Regions from separate parts of the Gossypium arboreum genome. Here region 2 is linked to region 1. A link is a contact called in public Hi-C data. All regions are on one chromosome and are shown on one strand. Each heading gives the region's core, a stretch centred on a gene start, on an enhancer-like site or on the middle of the called end of the contact. The rest is flanking DNA. Distances are from core to core; before and after follow the strand shown. Region 1 holds the start of LOC108452432 (probable glutathione S-transferase parA). Region 2 holds the start of LOC108452836 (probable glutathione S-transferase).

Region 1 (3,145 bases), core at 204-2,703:
ACATGTGATTTAGTAAGCTTAGTTTAAAAAAATATATAGAGTCTTAACAAGTACTAATTGATAAGAAGTTGATATGCATGAGCCATGGTTGTGAATGTGTAAGTTCTCATCTATGTCATGTAAGTTGTCATTGATATGAATAAGTGTGTATGTGTTATTATGGGTGACAAAAGGCTTGGAAAATATCCTCAAAGTTGTCCACAGGGCAGACACACGAGCATGTGTCTAGGCTACGTGTGATACATGGTCTGCCCCATGGGCATCTGTTTCGGCCGTGTGTCCCCTGCACCCTAATTCTTGCAAAGAAGAATGCCCAGTAGTAAACACACGAGCAGAGACACAACCGTGTGTCTCAGCCGTGTGAAGGACACGACCTAAGGACATGGGTGTGTGCCTAGGCCATGTGAAGTCTGCACCTGATTTTTGGAATTTAATTCGCCACACGGCCTAAGCACACGGGCATGTGACTTGGTCATGTGACCCTAGTTTGTTGATGACATCATAAACAGAGAGTTACACGGGCTGAGGATACGGACGTGTGTGACCACACGCCCTACCCATATGGGCGTGTGACCCCTGTTTTGATGAAAAATTTTCTAAGTGTTATGAAAGTTCTGAGAGTTCTCTTTTAGTCCCAATTCGTTCTCAATGTATGTTTTGGGCCCCATGAGCCCGTATGAGGGGCAATATGCTTGTGTATAAATGGTTTGAATTAAATGAAATTTTATGGCCTGATTTTGTAAGAATGTTTATGTTTTGGTCCGGTAATGCCTCAAACCCTACTCTGATGTCGGATACGGGTAAGAGGTGTTACATAAATGAAATCAGAATCAGATGGGAAATTGATCAATAGCCATAGACCATCTAGTTCCTTTCAAACTTCAAAGGGCAATGCTAGAAACATTAAACATTAAACATTAAACTTCTTTCCAAAAGAACCCAGAAATGTTGAATGAACCCAAAAAAGAAAAAGGCAAAGTGACTAGAGGAAGAAGGAAGAAAAAAGGAATACCGGAAAAAGGAGCAAATAAGAAAAAATGAAAAGAAAATGGAAATAATTTTTAAAAATATTTTTATTGATTTTTAATATATTTTCTAGATTATGAAATCATCATGACACGTGTCACAACTTTATTCTGACACTTGACCCAAACTTAACGATGTTAAGAAAAAGTATCAAACTGACTGACAAACAAAAAGTTCAGGTACCAATTTCGGATAAAAAAACTATAGATATCAATTTAGGAGAACTAGACAAGTTCAAGTACCAATTTTATATTTAACTCTTATTTTTAATATAATAATTGGGGCAATTGAAATTATTTTTTAAATTATATATTTTTAATTACTTTTTGCGTATTTAAAAATGATTTAGACTTTTTGACATATTTTTTTGGTTAATTTTCAGAATAATTTATTTGTATGTCAAGAAAGTCATAAGAAGATGACCCCACTAACTCTAAACTCTTTGTCTACAAATACAATTGCAAAACCGTTTTAGTTTCAGACATTAGAACTTAAAAAAAATAGAGTTCAAATCATTTTGAATTTGTTTTGAGTTTGAAAAAATGGGAGATGAAGAGGTAGTATTGTTGGATTTCTTCCCAAGTCCCTTTGGGATGAGAGTGAGGATTGCCTTAGCGGAAAAAGGGATAAAATACGAGAACAAGGAAGAAGATTTGCGGAACAAAAGTGATTTGCTTCTGAAGACGAACCGTATTCATAAGAAAATCCCTGTTCTTATCCACAATGGTAAACATGTTTGTGAGTCCCTCAATTAGGTTTAGTATATTGATGAGATTTGGCCGCATAAATCTCCCTTACTCCCTACTGATCCTTACCAAAGAGTCATCGATAGGTTCTGAGGTGATTTTGTTGACAAGAAGGTTCTCTCTTCTCTTTCTTTTCATTTTTATGGGTTTCTTTGGCCTTACTACCTTTGAATTTTTGAGCTTAAGCATTGCTTGTACAGGTGGATTTTCTTTCCTTTTTAGGTAATTTGGATAATAAGATTAATAAACCACAAACTATTTATGTTTTATATTCTAATCCAAGTAGCCTAGGAGACCAAGATTTTTAACTCTAAGAGATTAAGCTTAAAAGTTATGTAGGTTGCTAATCTAGGTCTAGCTTCAATCTCTTTTTACGAATTGATTTAAAAGAAATACAAGTTTCTTAGTTTTCATAATTTAGTATTATTTGATTGAAATCATTATATTTTGTGTTGTATGGATAAATTAATGGTGGATGAAATGCAAATATATGGTTTAGAGAGTATGAAAGTCTGGGCGACAAAGGGAGAAGAACAAGAATCGGCAAAGAAAGAGTTCATTGGGTGCCTGAAATTGTTGGAAGGAGGGCTTGGAAACAAGGCTTATTTTGGTGGGGAGAATCTTGGTTACATTGATGTTGTGTTGGTTCCATTTTACAGCTGGTTTTATGCCTATGAAAAGTGTAGGAATTTTAGCATTGATACAGAGTGCCCCAAGTTAATTGCATGGGCTAAAAGGTGCATGGAGAAAAGCAGTGTTTCCAAGTCTCTGCCTGATCAAGACAAAATCTATGGCCTTGTTTTGCATTTGAAGAAAGTGTTCAGAATTGAGTAAAATATTGTGCTTACAACTGAAACACAAAATTAAATATACTTTTTCAACACCTTTTGAGCTCTAATTCATGCAATTTCACAGTATTTTTTTGTCGAAATTCTTACTTTAATGATAAAATAATGAATTTACACAAATTTGATTTATTTTCAACAATTTTGCACAAATGGTGAAAATCGGCTCGGCATACACCATGAGAAGCTTGAACCATTGGGAAAATTTTTACATCAAGTGAATTAAGAGTATGGCTAATTTGGCATATAGTTATTGAACAAATTTTATACTTAATTTTTATCCAATATAAATTGGGTTAAAAATCAATTATAAGCTTAAAAAAGAAAATAGGCCCAGTTGTGTTAAATAAAGAGGATTAATCCACCAAGTAATTTGGCAGCCCAAAACCATCCTTATAGCTGACCCAATTAGCTTTTTTAGCTGATTTTATTTATTACAAAATAGCCCTTTAAGTTTTCCTTAATTCCATTCAAATCCCTCCTCTTTTCATTCCTTTTTATTTTTAGTCCCAAGCTAAACTTGCACCA
Region 2 (3,256 bases), core at 66-2,565, 150 kb before region 1:
CTGATACAGAAATGGTTTTTAGTCATGAAGATCGAAGGACGAGCGTAGTCATTTCTTTCAATGTGGCTTTTGACCAACAATTTTCCTGATCTGCCTCGGGGCTGATAGTTCGAGACATGCGAGGGGATATTTTGGCATCGAAATCGGTCATCTACTCTAATGTTGCTTCATCGTTTGCAGTGGAAGCGCATGCGGGAGTACAAGCAATAAGGTTAGGGATATTAATGGGTCTTAGTGTATGCGAAATAACTGGAGATTCAAGAACTGTTATAAAAAAATTCAGAGTACAGACAAAGATAAATCGATTATTGGAGCAATAATAAGAGATATTCAAGATATGAAGCATTTCTTTCAAAAACTAAACTTTCACCACATCCCAAAGACAGGAAACATCTTTGCTCATGTGATTGCAAAGGAAGCGCTGAAAGTAAATGAAGGTCATTACCTGGAGGGAGGTGTTCTAGAGCATGTTCGACGAGCGATGGAAAGGATACAGCCAGGGGCTCCAGACTGATGAAAAAAAATGGTCATTTGGAAACGTGTAGCAAAAGCCTAGAAGATTTTATGAGATTTGAAGGGTTCTACGTTCAAGAACTATGACGTTTCAATGAAAAGACAAGCCATTAATGGGATCCAGCTGTTTTCTTATCGATTAGAAATATCTAAGGTAGGTTTCCTTTTTCAATTTTATTTTTGGGTCATCTTTGTTGGAGGCTAGTTAGGAGTATGGTTTTCTATGCCTGTTTTACTTCTATTACTTTCTATGTTTTTTGAGGCCTGTTCCTTGAACCCAAGTCCAAGTGAGAGGCAGGCTTTTTTTAGTTCAAATTTTTATAAATCCAGTCTATTTATAAAAAAATTAAATAATATAAATAGTATGTTACAATGATATAAAAATAAAATAAAATTTTAAAGAAATAATCTCTCAAATTTTATCTCACTTTATTTTGAATTTTCTTATATTTAACATTATTCTCATTTATAATTTTATCCTTTCACTAAATTATTGCAAAATTATATTTATAATAGATGTCCCTCTCAAGTAATTTAATATTATTTTTCATATAATAACAGGGACCGCATGGATTTTATTGTGTAAATTATTGTGTATTTAAAAATGCTTCAGACTTTTTGAGATATATATCTTTTATTTTTAAGAATAATTTATTTGTAGTGAGGAAAGTCACAGGAGACGACCCCACTAACATTAAACTTTTCATCTATAAATACTATGGCAAAACCCTTCAGTTTCTGACATTAGAACCTAAGAAAAAAGAGTTCAAATCATTTTGAATTTGTTTTGAGATTGAAAAAATGGGTGATGAAGATGTAGTATTGTTGGATTTCTGGCCAAGTCCTTTTGGGATGAGAGTGAGGATTGCTCTGGCGGAGAAAGAGATAAAATACGAGTACAAGGAAGAAGATTTGAGGAACAAGAGTGATTTGCTTCTGAAGATGAACCCTGTTCATAAGAAAATCCCTGTTCTAATCTATAATGGAAAACCTGTTTGTGAGTCCCTCATTCAGGTTCAATACATTGATGAGATTTGGCCGCATAAATCTCCCCTACTCCCTACTGATCCTTACCAAAGAGCCATCGCTAGGTTTTGGGGTGATTTTGTTGACAACAAGGTTCTCTCTTATCCATTTCATTTTTATGAGTTTTTGGTTTGCCTTACTGCCTTTGAACTTTTGAGCTTAAGCACTGCTTGCATAGGTTGATTTGGTTCGGTTAGAATTTTCTTGTGTTTTACTTGCTTTCCTTTTTGGGTAATTTTGATAATAAGAAGATATGTTGTTCTGATATTTTATATTCGAACCCCAAGTAGGCTTGGAGACCAAGCTTTTGAACTCTAGTAGGTGTCTCTTAAGAGACTAAACTAAATGGTTTACCTAGGCTACTAATCTAGGTTTAGCTTCAATATCTTTTGCGAATTAGTTTTTTTTTTTAAATTCTTATTTTTCATAATTTAGTATTATATGATTGAAATCATTTAAATTTATCTTGTATGGATAAATTAATGGTCAATGAAATGCAGATATATGATCTAGGAAGGAAATTATGGACCACAAAGGGAGAAGAACAAGAAGCAGCAAAGAAAGAGTTCATTGAGTGCCTGAAATTGTTGGAAGGAGAGCTTGGAAATAAGGCTTATTTTGGTGGGGAGAATCTTGGTTACGTTGATGTTGTGTTGGTTCCATTTTACAGTTGGTTTTATGCCTATGAAAAGTGTGGGAATTTTAGCATTGAAACAGAGTGCCCCAAGTTGATTGCATGGGCTAAAAGGTGCATGGAGAAAGACACTGTTTCCAAGTCCCTGCCTGATCAAGACAAAATCTATGACTTTGTTTTGCATTTGAAGAAAGTGTTCGGAATTGAGTAAAATATTGTGCTTACAATACATTTCAAGACTCGCCTAATATCTATGTTTCTTAAATAAATGGGCACTTCGTTGTGCCTTGAATGTTGATTTGAATTTTGTTTTGTTTTAAGGAGTGGAATTAATTATAATTTTTATGTTTTTTTTTTGTGTTGTTTTTTTCCTCTAATGTCATTGTCAAACTTGGTTGTCCAATTTTGGATTACCAAAAAGTTGTGGCTAATACTGCACTCAATGGAGATTTTTTTTTCCTTTTTTTTAAGAAAGTGTAGCCCCCAAAATTCATAGGATTAGAAATTTAATTTTAATGACTTAGACTTGAAGATTACTTAACTAGAGTAATTTGTAAAAGATGTTATGTTCAGGCCCCACCTTTTTCATTTCTTTTCTGTTTTATTTCAGCAACCAAAGAACTAAGGCCACCTAAAATATATATTAAATGTCGTAGAAAATAACTAAGTATGGGCAACAACCCAGTCGGTAAGCATCATTTCATTATTCCTTAGTTTCTTAAGTTTTATCCATGTCACTCCCTCTTATTTTTTGCTGAGGATAAAAGAGGGATAAAAAATTATTTTTATATATAAATATTAAATTCTATTTTAGGAAATAGTAAAATTAAATTAGGTTGGATCGCATTACAGAGTAATAGGTTAAAAATAATTTAAGAAGTATTTGTAATTGAACCTGATGTGAAAGAGGCTCAAAATTCCTCATATAACCTGAATGGAGCGACAACCCTAGTAGAATTCCAAGGGTGGGATATTCACTCCTCTCCTACTCTAAGGTAGGATGTTATTTTTCTATTTAAAATAAACTTTTACAACTCTAAAATGGTTCTAACTTCTCTTCTTATAAATAAATAGTACCAGTAG

The links. Hi-C and Micro-C count contacts between places; a contact is called where the count stands out from the background.
Region 2: a contact with region 1 is called in a Hi-C map of leaf, with 2.1 times the contacts expected there. The contact joins the promoter of LOC108452836 here to the promoter of LOC108452432 in region 1. A contact is called at or near these places in 3 of 5 Hi-C or Micro-C datasets (all in leaf).

What each region holds. Positions count from the first base shown.
Region 1 is chr5:78,834,763-78,837,907 of ASM2569848v2, reverse strand. LOC108452432 (probable glutathione S-transferase parA) reads left to right here and starts at 1,453. Exons shown (of 1, transcript XM_053028764.1): 1 at 1,453-2,740. The coding sequence starts at 2,229. The coding sequence ends at 2,606.
Region 2 is chr5:78,982,602-78,985,857 of ASM2569848v2, reverse strand. LOC108452836 (probable glutathione S-transferase) reads left to right here and starts at 1,315. Exons shown (of 2, transcript XM_017750618.2): 1 at 1,315-1,632; 2 at 2,040-2,647. The coding sequence starts at 1,315. The coding sequence ends at 2,384. It overlaps LOC108453280 (ubiquitin carboxyl-terminal hydrolase 25-like), which reads left to right. Exons shown (of 6, transcript XM_053028013.1): 6 at 1,254-1,422. The coding sequence ends at 1,293. It overlaps LOC108452838 (a long non-coding RNA gene), which reads right to left and starts at 633. Exons shown (of 4, transcript XR_001866458.2): 1 at 446-633; 2 at 1-264.